Linked DNA regions of Mus musculus: regions 2, 3 and 4 are each linked to region 1. A link is a contact called in public HiChIP or PLAC-seq and promoter capture Hi-C data. All regions are on one chromosome and are shown on one strand. Each heading gives the region's core, a stretch centred on a gene start, on an enhancer-like site or on the middle of the called end of the contact. The rest is flanking DNA. Distances are from core to core; before and after follow the strand shown. Region 1 holds the start of Gdf6 (growth differentiation factor 6). Region 2 holds the start of Chd7 (chromodomain helicase DNA binding protein 7). Region 3 holds the start of 2610301B20Rik (RIKEN cDNA 2610301B20 gene). Region 4 has its middle 32 kb from the start of Plekhf2.

Region 1 (2,862 bases), core at 214-2,713:
AGAAGGGGAGAGAGGACCAAATTATCCTCACGCCTGCAAGGTCCCAATGAAGACAGGAGGGCCAGGGCGAGAGAACCCACAGAGACACAGCTCAAACCAGGAGGAGCAGAATGGTGGAACCACTGCTTCCTGGGTCTATCCGTGGCTGTGCCCTCTTGGCTGAATGGCCCTGGAAAGCCTTTATCTCTGAGCCTTTTGCCCCCCCCCTTTTTTTTTTAAATCCATAAGTGGAGTAATTTACAGGAGGACGTTTACAGATGGTGCGTGAGTACCCTGTAAAGACTCTGGACAACTTCCGTCTAGAGCGCTGTGCGAGAGAAGCAACGCTTCGCCGCCAAACCTAGCAACGTCCTGAACCGCGGGGCGGTGGGCGGGGAAGACACTGGGAATCTGGGGACAGATAAAGGAAACTCGTGATGGGGCGAGGCTGGGCTGAAGAGAAACAGATTGGGGTAGAGCTGCGCAGGGAGGGGTCTGGTGAAAGGGGGAGAGAGAGGGTGGGGATCAGAGAGTTGGGAGGCCACAGCCAAAAAAAAAAGCATATTTGGGGGGCAGGGACTGGGTGAGGAGAGGTATCGAATCGGAATGGGAAGGAATTTGGGGGAAGGACTAATTCCTGAAGACAATAGGAAAGAGGAAAAAGGAAGTACGGGTGCAGAAGAAGAGGGAGTCAAGCCCCTAAGGGTCCAGAGAAGTGTGGGGTCCCACGAAAGAGAAATGAAGCAGCTGGAGCAAACACCAGAGATTGAGGTCTGCGAGAGGAGAGTCTGGGGCCTGCAGGAGAGCGCGGCAGCTCCGAGCACCGGTCCAAACTCTGAAGACTGGTGGCCTTTGCCTGACCTCGAAGGTCGGGAATTGACGCGGGTCTTTGTGGAAAGCAGCATTCTACCAAGAGAAGGGGGCTGTGAAGGACTGGCCCCTGCGCCTGGCTTCCGGGACTCAGGGATGAAACTTGTGGGCGCGCGGGGGGGGGGGGGTGAGAGGGTGCTAACCGCCCGCTAGGAGGGTAGGGTGGCAAAGAGAGGGTGCCACTGCCCGGAGCCAGGGCGCAGCCTGCGGCAGCAGCCCCCCACCCCCACCCCCGCTCCGAGCCAGCCGCCGCGGCTGCCACTCCCCCGGGTCCCTGGAGAAGTTCGAGCAGCTGGTGGGGACTGACGGTCCCCGGCGCAGGCGGCTGCCTGCGGGCTCTGGCTCCCCAACCCTGGGACAGAGGCGCTCGCCTCTGGCTCGCCCAGTCGGCGCTCCGGACCCCGTGGGGCTCTTCCAGCTCTCACCTTGCCACCACCACAGCCCACCGCTGCCCCCCACCCCACACCTCCTGCCCGCACTACCCGCCTCCCTCCCTATCCCCGCAGCGCTGCTCTCCCCTCCTCTCCCCACCTCCCGGCGAGGGGCGGGAGGGGGCGTGGCAGGGCCTGGATTTGTGTAGCTGCTACCCGGCTCCCCGCACTCGTAGTCTGCAGGAGGAGCGCGGCCCCCGCCGCTGTCCAGCCGCTCCGTGCCTTTCGCGCCCGGCGCAGCCGCTGCTGTCGCCGCCGCCTCTCCGAGTAACTTAGCCACTCGCTCGCCATGGACACTCCTAGGGTCCTTCTCTGGGCGATCTTCCTCATTAGCTTCCTCTGGGATTTGCCGGGTTTCCAGCAGGCTTCCATCTCCTCGTCCTCCTCCTCCTCCACCGAATTGGACTCCACCAAAGACGTGGGGAACCGCAAAGAAGGGAAGATGCAGCGAACTCCACAAGAGAGTGCCGAGGGCCGGACGCCCCCGGAGCACGGGCTGCGGCAGAAGGACCTCCGGCGGCGGCCGCCCGGACAACATCAGGGGCAGGAGCCGCCGGGCAGGGGGCTGCGCGTGGTGCCTCACGAGTACATGCTGTCAATCTACAAGACTTACTCCATTGCCGAGAAGCTGGGCATCAATGCCAGCTTTTTCCAGTCTTCCAAGTCAGCTAATACGATCACTAGCTTTGTAGACAGAGGACTGGGTAAGTGGCAAAGAAAGCGCCCGACTCCTCTCCAGTTGGAGCTCCTCAGCCAGAGCTCTACCCAGGCTCTGGCAAGAGGCTGCTTTTGTGAATTCCCTTCGCATTTTGGACACCTCCCCCCTATTTTACTTTTCTCAAGCCCCCAATTCTGAGTGCAGCTGCAGCTTTTTGCTCCAGTCTGCAATTCTCCCCTACTTTCTTACTTTTTTTCTCTCCTTTTCCTTCCTGTTTTCTATTTTGCCGAAAGCATCGCGGCGGTCAATGGTCTGGTAGCTAGCAGAGGAAGCATAGAGGAAAAGAAGTGATGAGCAAATGAAGGGAAAGGGAGAAGGGTCAGAGAAAGGACTGAGAGACCCTGGCTCCAAAGCTTGTGAGGGTCGCGGGCCCTAGAGCATTCATGAGAGCTTTAGAGAGCCTCCTGTCTCTCAAGGAAAAGCCAGCACAAGGTAGTCAATCCGTCTAGGATCGGTGTCAGGCAGTGCCTAGATCCAGCAGCCCTGTGGGTTCACCCGATGTCCTGCGTAGGGTGTGGGGAAATATCAGCCAGGTGGGCACCCAGTGCCTTGTGGCACCGTTTTTATTTTTCCTCGTCTCACACATGATAGTTTTCAAGCCACCATCTTCGGGGTGGGCTGAAACTGGGACTGATAAAAGCGTGGAGTTGTTGGTGCTTACTGTACTACAGGACGGTACTCATCTACCTTTCTCAGCCAGGCAACCCTTCTATCGATGATCATCTCGGGACCCTACCCTCATCCCCTGTGCCAGACAGGATGCATTCCCGTCTATAGGATTCTGAGCTTCCTCCTCTTGCTATTATCGCTGATCCACAGCATAGCATGGGCAATGAAATCATAGCATCTCAGAGAAATCTTCAG
Region 2 (3,116 bases), core at 246-2,745, 1.2 Mb before region 1:
ACAAGTGAGATTCCCCCCCAAGTATCTATGATAGTTTTACTTTGAGGGATATAAACTTATTATAAGTGGAAGACTTACATTAGATTTGTGATTTTTGGTTTATGATACTGGAGCTATAAAAAAGTAGATTTTCAATGTCACATTTTTTTCCCTGTAGTGTTAATGTTTTCTTCTGATTATCTGTAAACTATTTGATGACTATGTTTCTTTTAGAAATCCAACTTATGGCGAAAGAAAACCAGAATCAATGCACTTAAATAAGCAACAATTGTAAAAAAATTTTTTAAAAAAAAGAGTAAAACTATTTCTATTAGGAGATAGATGTCTAACTGATTAAGCTGCAGTATAAATGAAGCAGTTTTGGCAAGTCATTTGTCCATATAAAACTGTGTGATTCTAAGCTCAGTAGTAGTACAACCATCAGTGGGCCAGATTAGCATGCTTTGCCTTTTCTCTACGATTTTTGAGTTCAATAGCACTTACACAGCTGTCATAGCTGGCTGTATAACCTCCTTCCTTATTTATAAGTGAGTGCAGTCTTTAGCCTAATAAAACCATACTGGAGTTTACAATTGTTGACCGTTTATAAATCTGCTCCGTGTTTCACACACAAAAGATGCTTAGTAAATGTTTAAATATCTATTACACAAGAGGGAAACTAATTTAAAAAATGTCTTCAAGGTTAATATTCATCTTGTACCGGAAAGAGAAATGGGCAAGAAGGTCGGCTATTCAAAGCTGGAAGATGATATTTAGTGCCACATTGGCGAAGGAATGATGAAAACACTCCAGTTCTGACACGTTTAAAAATGGGCACACATCCTATTTCTTTGTTTCATAACCATTGCGCTATCCCTTCGTTTTTTGGCATGCTAACAAATTCAACTAAAATCAATGCTCTCTAGTTAAAACTTTTTGATTTAGTGGCAGATCCCGCTGTCCTATCACCGAGGACGTCAGTTAAAGCCAAGTGGTGAGGCAGGGATGGATCTATTTGAAAGGAAAGGCGTCCATCCTAGGTATTTCGTGTGGGAAAATCATCTCAAGTTGAAGGATAATTACAGAAGAGACACCCAAACACCCCTAGCCTCCTCGGTCCGCACCGGGCTGGCCACCCCTCGCGGTGGCGGGGGGTCACTACGGGCTCCGGGCCTCCGCTTCCTGCCCCAGGGCGGCGCACCGCGGCTCCGGGAAGGTGCTGCGCGGAAACGTGGCACCCTCTGCACCCGCGCGAGAGCGCTGGCAGCAGGCGGCCCGAGAGGCTGCGGCGGCCGCGCACCGGGACCGACACCCGCCCGCTGCGCCGGCGCCCGGCGGGACGGGAAGGGGCGGCCGCCCGCGCCGCGCCGCCCCCTTCTCTCGGCCTCTCCGCGGCCTCCGCCACCCCGGCCGAATTCTTGCATAAATTATGCCAGGCGCGCCTGACGTCAGGTGGCGGCGCGCGGGCGCGGGCGCGCCGCGGAGAGAGCCGGCCGCGGGCGCGCGCGGCCCGGGAGGCTCGTGCGCGCGGCGTGCAGGGCGCGCGCAGGCGCTGGCGTGCTGGGGCCGCGGCGGCGGCGGCGGCGGCGGCGGCAGCGGTGGCGGCGGCGGCGCGGGGGTTGAGCCGTGGTGGTGCGGACGCGCTCGTGCTCGGGAACTATCGGATTAAACTTGAATCGAGTGGAATTACACAAAGGAGCGCCGCGGAGGAGGCGGCCCGGGGACCCGGAGACCCCGCAACTCGCCAGAGCCCCGTCCGCGCGCGGCCAACTCCGCGTCCGTGGATCAGCCCCCGGCCGCGGCCGCCGAGCCAACTCCGGAGCCGCTCTGCGTTTTGTTCCCCACGGCGCGCGGCGGCTGACTAGCCCGAGCGAAGGAGCGAGCCGGTGAGCGCAGACTTCCCCGGCGCCCCCGGGAGGGGCGGCGGCAGGAAACCGTGCCGGGCCGCGGCCGCGCGGAGTTGCGAGAGGGGAGTTGGGCGTGTGCGGGGCGCGGGGAGAGGTGCGCGGGGGCCGCGGTCGGCAGGAGCGTAGCGCCGCCCGCCCGGTCGCCTGCGTTGCTGCCGCCGGGGCCCGAACCCGCGGCCCGAGCGCCGCCCCGCGCCCCAACTTTTGCCTGCGTCCGCGGGGCCGGCGGCGGCGGGGGCGCGCGGGGCGGCCGAGGGTCACTTCCTCGCATGTAAATGGCTTTTTGTTGTGCTGCCGGCGTCGGGGGGGACGGGGACAGGAGGGAGCGTGTCTGCGCTCTGGGGAGCGCGAGCGCGTTTCCTCCCGCCGGCACCGAGCACGAGTTGCCGGCTGCGTTCGAGAGAAAAGGGAAGGAGGAAAAAGTTGGGTTCCAACTCCGGCGCGAGCGGCGGCGGGCGCGCGGGCGCGGGGCGCTGAGCGCGGGGCTCGGGGACGGCGGCGCCCCCCGCCTCGCCCCCGCCCCCCGCTCCGGCCCGACCACGCCGCGCTCGCCGGGAGCGGCGGCCGCACCGGCGCGAACAAAGTGCGTCCCTGCGGGCGCGGCGGCGCTAGCCCGTGCGGGGACGGCCACGGGCGAGGTGGGTCGGCGGCAGGGAAAGTGCGCGGGGCGCCGCGTGGGGCGGGGGCGGGGGTGGCGCGAACACGCGGCGCGGGGGGCGTCCCGAGCCCAGCCGGTGGCGGCGGCGGTCGCAGAGTTCCGAGCCCGCAGCTAGGGGTTCCTGGGGCTCCCCGGCAGCTCCCAAGTGCGCGAGGACGAGAAGAAAGGGAGCCGGGCTGGGGCGAGTGCGGGCGGGCGACCGGGGGACCCCACCTTGCCGAGCTGGCCGGGCCGCCAGCGGCGGCATAATAGCGACTTTAATCCGCGATCCCAACTCGCGTCCCCGCTCCCCTCCCCCCAGCCTGTCGGGGGTCCGGGCGGGGGCGGGGGTCGCCAGGTGGCCCCGGAGCGCCGGGGTTACGCGGTGGCCCCGCGGAGAGCCGGCTCGGGGCGCGAGCGGCCGAGGTGGCTGGAGGCCGAGCGGTCAGCGAGAGAGGAAGGAGGGTGGCGGGGAACGCGTTGTTTGTTTGCTTCGCACCGGGGACAGGGCTCGCTGGGGGCGCGGGCGGGGCGCGGCGGGGCGCGGTGCGGGGTGGGCGAGGCGGCGCGGGTTGAGTGGCACGGGGAGGGGG
Region 3 (2,965 bases), core at 268-2,767, 1.0 Mb after region 1:
CAGAAGAAAAAAAAAAAAAAAACAAACTCACAGTTCTTACAAATTTTATGATGTAAACAGGCTCGACAGCAGCAAGGCCACGCAGAGAAACAGCTAGAGTTTGCCAGACATTACCTTTGTTTTACTATAACATTACATTTTAAGTAATGGTTGCACTCAACAATAGGCCGCCAAAAAAAAAAAAAAAAAAAAAAAAAAAAAAAAAAAAAAACCATCATCCTTCCAAAGGCTTCTGGTGAGCTGTTACCTACCATTTTTATATTGCGCACCGTTACATGTTGCTCCTCGGGAAATTTAAAACTATTTTGAACGAATTAAGTAAATGAAACTAACAAATCACCTGGCTCAGATGTCTGCCGAACTCAGAGTGCCGACTTCTTGGCTAATACAACTTTAGAAATGCAATGTGCTCGCTATGTTCATGAAGCGGTGCTGTGATCTAGGTCTGTGTTACAAACCGACTCCAGGGAGGCTGAGGTAGGAGAGACCTCAAGTTCTAAGGCTAGCCCAGGCTATATAGATATGACTGCCTGCTCAAACCATAAGAATTGAAAATACTGTGGGGGCTTGTTTTGTTTGTTTTGCTTTATTTTGTTTTGGGTTTTGCACCGTGGTTTATATTCTTTTTCAAAGTAGTGCTTCATATCCTGGTGAGACAGTCTTGCGATTCATAAATTGATAGGAATCACTATTTTATTGGTAATGAGAGAAAAACGGTCTAGGAGCTGCTTGTCAAAGGAAAACTAGAAGTGTGCGGGGAAGCTGGGAGGCTGGCCAGAGGTCCTGCAATTCCAGTCTCTCTACTGCAAATGCCTCTATCAATAAGAAAGTAGCCGGGGCCCCTCTCTCGCTTCTCTCCCTCCCTTTCTCCTCTCGACCGCACCCCCCCCCCCACCCCCCACTCTAGCTTTGAAGACTCAGCTCCAACACTTTTATGTCACAGAAAAGAGGGGCAGAATTCTTCAAAGCACAATGTTCGAATGTGCTTAAGCTTTTTCACTCCGATCCAAGCCAGCTTGAGTGCGGCATAAGTTTCCAATGCAGAGTCTACATAGAATCTTCCTGCCAAAATTAGCATCACCAGTAGTCGTGGCCGAGTGGTTAAGGCGATGGACTAGAAATCCATTGGGGTCTCCCCGCGCAGGTTCGAATCCTGCCGACTACGGAAGGGAATGTTTTTTGCCACCGAATGAATAATTTTGGATCTGCAGATTCCCCGATGAAACATACAGCCTGCCAAAGCGACCAGGGGTCGCCACGGGGTGGAAAGAGAGGCTGTTGGGGTGGAAAGAGAGACTGTTTGTGATCAGGCGCCGGAGCGGAGCGGGAGAGGTGAAGGGCAAAGCGGGCCCACAGGCTGCGTGGACGGCAAGGGAAGCGCTCCGGGCACGCAGGACCCACCGACAACATCCGCGGCGGCCGGCCTCAGCGGGTCCCCGGGCCTCGGGACCCCCTGCCACCGCGAGTGCGCGCCCGTCAGCGCCGCGGCAGCGCGCGCGCCCCCCGAGTCGCCCGGAGGTTTGCGCAGGCGCGGAAGGTTGTGGGGAACCCGCTCCCGGGCGCGTCGGTTTCTCGCGTTGCCGTGGAAACCACCGGCCAGCGAGGCTCGGGAGAGAAAGACGCGTCTGTTCAAGATGGCGAAGGACCTGGACGAACTTCTGGATGAAGTCGAGACCAAGTTCTGCAGACTCGACCCCTTGAGGCTGGACCTGGGTGAGCGGCCCAAAGGCGACGGCGGCGGCGGCTCGCACAGCGGCGACCGGAACGGAGCCCAGGAGAAAGAAACTCTCAGGTTAACGCAGGCGGGTGGACGGTTCTGCTACAGCCCTGCTCGGGGCGCCTAAGCCGGCCTCCGCCGCCGCGCGCCCCCGCGGCCTGGGCTACTGTCCTAGCCCTCGACGGCCCTCGGGTCACGGCTCAGACCCCGCCCCTGGGCGAGCCTGAGGGAGCTGAGACCCTACCTGACAGCCCTAACCTGACGTGGATCGGGGTGTCCCTCCCCTGAGACACGACAGGGCCACGCTGACCAGACCCACAGCGTTCTCATCGGCGAGGGGCCCTGACTGCAAATGTCGTGCCTCTCACGCCGTTACCAGGCAACCCTTAGGGAACCGGTAGGCCAGCTGTTAGAAGACCATTTTATTGTCTGATTTGTTTAAGCTCGAGGAGTTAGATGAGAGTATATTTAATTATTAAGAGTATCCATTGCAAATATCTGAATTAAATAAATTGCCCAGTTGCCTGCCATTCCCCGTGTCTCCAAAGTTAAGGGACCCAGCAAATGTCCTATTATATCCAGGTCGAAGTTTAAAGACACTTAAATCTTTGGGGATTTGAACAACAACAATAAAAAGCAGGCGTCGTTGCATTATCCTTTAAAGTGAGATCTTAGGCTCAGTAATAACTCCTGCTAGGACCTGCCGCTTGCCTAGACCATTGGGGGAAAGGCTGGTGTTTCTTCCATTAATGTATAAGGTATTACTTTGCAGTGTTTGCTTTGTGTTTGGCTTGGTTTTGTTCCTTTGTGGTTGGAGAGAATTTGTCAGGCCTTTTCATCTTGGAACCAACATAAAGAAGCTTAGACTGTCTCCACACTGAAAGGATGGCCATTTCTGTGGCTTCTCCCCAGCCATGTGATCTTTCCTGCCTGTGTCTGACTACCAGACTCCACCCACACCCTCCTCTCCCTGCCCCCACCTTAGCACATTTATAATGCCTAAAGTGAATCACAACTGTTATCACTTGTGTTAAACTTTTTATCAGGGACAATGATTAGAAGTTGTGCAAAAAACAACAGCAAATACCCTAAGCCAAGTTTTAAATACAGTTCCTTTCTGGTATGGAATGCCATCACTGAAGTTTTACACTAAGCCAAAGGAAATCATTTGTGAGTTTATGAACAGACCACCTGCTGGTTGCATGGCTTAACTTACCATCTCTAGATGATAGCTGTGATAATAATTGC
Region 4 (2,865 bases), core at 270-2,769, 1.1 Mb after region 1:
ACGCTCTTTTGTGATAGTGTGAAAATCAAGAAAATATTCTGTGCAAATGAGAGGCCAGGGGCTCTGCCAAGGCACAGCGTCACCCAGGGAAGTGGCACAGATGTCTTTTCAAAGGGAAGCCCTGCACTGGCTGGCACCTGGAACACAAGGCTAAGCAAGCCACCCCTCCTGTCACACCACAGAGCATCTGTGAAGCAGGAACAGGCACCTGGTTTCCTTAGCACTCCACTCCACTGCGTGAAATGAACAGTCAGCACAAAGCAGTCTCTGGGTTGGGTTGGGTTGGGTTTTGAGACAAGAGTCTCATTGATCCCAGGTAGGCCTTGAACACAAATGCAGACAACGATGACCTTGAACTTCTAATTCTTCTTCACCTCACCTCTCAGGTGCTGGAATTACAACAGGCCATTACTTTTTTTTTTTTTTTTTTTTTTATGCTGGAGATAAAATATAAGGCTTCCTGCATGCTAGCAAACACTCTACCACCGAGCCACACTCCACCCCCACCCCCACAAATGCCTCTTTGGATTAAAGAGGACAGCACATCTGTAACTAGTGAAGACATCTTCCCCCAAGAGTCAGTAAGGCCAGATGGGTGTAGCTACCAAATTCAGGTCAGCAAGCAAGGTACCAAGCTAGTCCTGTATCAGGCTGTGAGTTAGAAGACAAATCAACTCTTCTCCTTTTTTGAGACAGCCTCTTTATGTGGCCCATATGCTGACTTTGAACTCACTTCATAGCTGAGGTTGACCTTGAACTCCTGATCCACCTGCTCATCCTCCCAAATGCCAGGATTATAAGTACACACACAAACACACACACACACACACACACACACATATATATACATCACCATATCCAAGTAAGAAGGACCTTTCTTAAGGGGTCCCAAACTCTCAGGCTGGAAAGATAGCTCAGTGGTTAAGAGCACTGACTGTTCTTCCAGAGGTCCTGAGTTCAATTCCCAGCAATCACATGGTGGCTTATAACCATCTGCAAGAGGGATCCAATATCCTGTTCTGGTGTGTCTAGAGGCAGCTACAACATATTCATATAAATAAAATAAATAAATCTTTAAAAAAAAAAAAGACAGAAAGAAAAGATCAGACTCACTTATAACCATGCTTGGCTAAGAATATCTGTGAAGCTTTAACGGCCTCAGAAACTTGTTCCTTCTTGGTTGTCAGCTCTTCTGCCAGAACCTAGTAGAAGAAATAAAATAAAGGGGGCGGGGATCCCAAACTAGCCTGAGACACAGACCCAGCTAAAGCAATACAAGCAACACAATACAGGGCAGGTGCTGGCCTAGCCCATCATAGAGAAGACTGCAGTGGGGGCTGGGAAGGCTCTCCCTGCCAGTCACATTTGAGCCGGGTTCTGTCCCACTCCAGTGCCAGGAAGCAAGCCCCAATCCTGCCTTTCAACGTTCTTTGTTTTAGGAGCTGGCAAAGGCTTGGAAAGAGCTACATTCTTCAGATACATAACGTCCTAATTAGTGGTTGCTCTTGAACCAAACAAAGCTTCCAAGTAGTAGGCTTCAAAGCCACCCTTCTGATGACAGACTGGCACACAGGGGGACTGTAAATCAGAGTGAAGTTCTGGCTGAGCTACATTTTGGCTGGCTTCCCAATTATAGCCATTGATGGCATGCCTAATTTACTCAGAAATGTCTTTACTCTTTGTCACCCCAGAGCAAAATCAATCTCTCTTTAGCAGAGATTAGTCTGCAAGGGGAAATATTAACAAATTCACTAATTAAAAGATGTGTGTAAACTTAACCTTGAAAACTATCATTCCTGTTGAATGCAGTAAGCAAGCAAGTTCTTGAATCAAGTAAAAAAGAAAAAAATACATCGTTTGTTTGGGACTGGAGACTGCCTTTCTTTCAAGCATGAGTTACTTAAATGTCCATTCACCCTTCAGGTTGGAATTATAATGGCTGATTCTCATTTAGGATAGTAAACCTAATTTCTGTTATTATTTTATTACATCTACTTGGGGGAGGGGCACCACGGTGTGGGGCTAGTCTTTTGTTACCTTGACACAAGCTAGAGTAATCTGAGAAGAGGGGCCCACAGTGGAGAAAATGCTTTCATATGATTGCCTGTAGGCAAGTCTCTAGGGCATTTCCTTAATTAGTGATTGATGTGGGAGGGGTTAGGGCCCAACCCATTGTGGGTGGCGCCATCCTGGGCTGGTGGTTCTAAGGAGCTATAGAAAAGCAGGCTGTGCAGGACACAAGGAGTCCTCCTCCATGGTCTCTGCATCAATTTCTGCCTCCGGATTTCCACCTTGAGTTCCTGCCATGGCTTCTCTGGATGACGGACTGTTATATTAAAGTGTAAGATGAGATAAACAATCTCTTGTCTTGGCTTTCATCCGTGTTTTATCATGGCAATAGGAACCCTCACTAAGACCAGCTGCATGTGGAATTCAGAAACAAACTTAAGTACACTGTCTCCTTCACTGCGTCAGTCCCAGGAACTTGGTTTGTCATGCTTGCCAGCAACTGCCATCTCGGTGACTCCTGGGTTCAGTTTCTTTTTCTTTCTTCTTCCTTTTTTTTTTAAAATGAGACAGGATCCCATTATGCAGCCCAAGCTGGCCTTGAACTTTCAATTCTTCCGTCTCAGCCCCCTGAACATTCAGAATATAGACATGTACTACCACACCTGTCTATCTTAGGCTTTAATATGCATTCATTCTAGTATTCATGAGCACTTGCTATGTACACACGAGAGCCTCAAAGCTGACGTCCCTCCATCTGTTCCCAGGGCTGGCACTTTGCCTCACTTGTCAGCATAGAGCGCAGACTGCATGACATTAAATTTTAGGATCCCATAGCACTCACCCTTCATGAGGCTG

What was found. Promoter capture Hi-C pulls out the DNA fragments that hold promoters and counts their contacts. HiChIP or PLAC-seq counts read pairs in DNA pulled down with a chosen protein or histone mark.
Region 2: a contact with region 1 is called in a promoter capture Hi-C map of embryonic stem cells, with 3 times the contacts expected there. The contact joins the promoter of Chd7 here to the promoter of Gdf6 in region 1. A contact is called at or near these places in 1 of 39 promoter capture datasets (embryonic stem cells) and 1 of 115 datasets of contacts at active chromatin or transcription factors (embryonic stem cells).
Region 3: a contact with region 1 is called in an H3K27ac HiChIP or PLAC-seq map of epiblast stem cells, with 33 times the contacts expected there. The contact joins the promoter of 2610301B20Rik here to the promoter of Gdf6 in region 1. A contact is called at or near these places in 12 of 39 promoter capture datasets (3T3-L1-derived adipocytes, HPC-7-derived erythroid cells, the SN4741 cell line and 8 more), 1 of 15 datasets of contacts at CTCF or cohesin (pro-B cells), 8 of 484 Hi-C or Micro-C datasets (cortical neurons, embryonic stem cells, muscle stem cells and 3 more), 23 of 115 datasets of contacts at active chromatin or transcription factors (astrocytes, cardiomyocytes, differentiating embryonic stem cells and 13 more) and 1 of 9 other capture datasets (embryonic stem cells).
Region 4: an H3K4me3 HiChIP or PLAC-seq map of embryonic forebrain shows a contact between it and region 1, with 7 times the contacts expected there. The contact joins the enhancer-like site here to the promoter of Gdf6 in region 1. A contact is called at or near these places in 1 of 39 promoter capture datasets (embryonic stem cells), 2 of 115 datasets of contacts at active chromatin or transcription factors (embryonic forebrain and forebrain) and 1 of 9 other capture datasets (embryonic stem cells).

Annotation. Positions count from the first base shown.
Region 1 is chr4:9,842,909-9,845,770 of GRCm38.p6, forward strand. It overlaps Gdf6 (growth differentiation factor 6), which reads left to right and starts at 1,464. Exons shown (of 2, transcript NM_013526.1): 1 at 1,464-1,984. The coding sequence starts at 1,570.
Region 2 is chr4:8,688,911-8,692,026 of GRCm38.p6, forward strand. It overlaps Chd7 (chromodomain helicase DNA binding protein 7), which reads left to right and starts at 1,496. Exons shown (of 38, transcript NM_001277149.1): 1 at 1,496-1,865.
Region 3 is chr4:10,872,981-10,875,945 of GRCm38.p6, forward strand. 2610301B20Rik (RIKEN cDNA 2610301B20 gene) reads left to right here and starts at 1,518. Exons shown (of 6, transcript NM_026005.3): 1 at 1,518-1,792. The coding sequence starts at 1,635. n-TSaga9 (a tRNA gene) reads left to right here and starts at 1,084; the gene lies at 1,084-1,165.
Region 4 is chr4:10,974,657-10,977,521 of GRCm38.p6, forward strand. No RefSeq gene overlaps it. Among named protein-coding and RNA genes, the nearest start is that of Plekhf2, 32 kb to the right of the region's middle. Within about 2 kb of position 1,520, at least 97 of the 459 cell types and tissues checked have an H3K27ac peak or open chromatin away from gene starts, as enhancers often do. A contact at or near this core is called in embryonic forebrain, where this site is marked.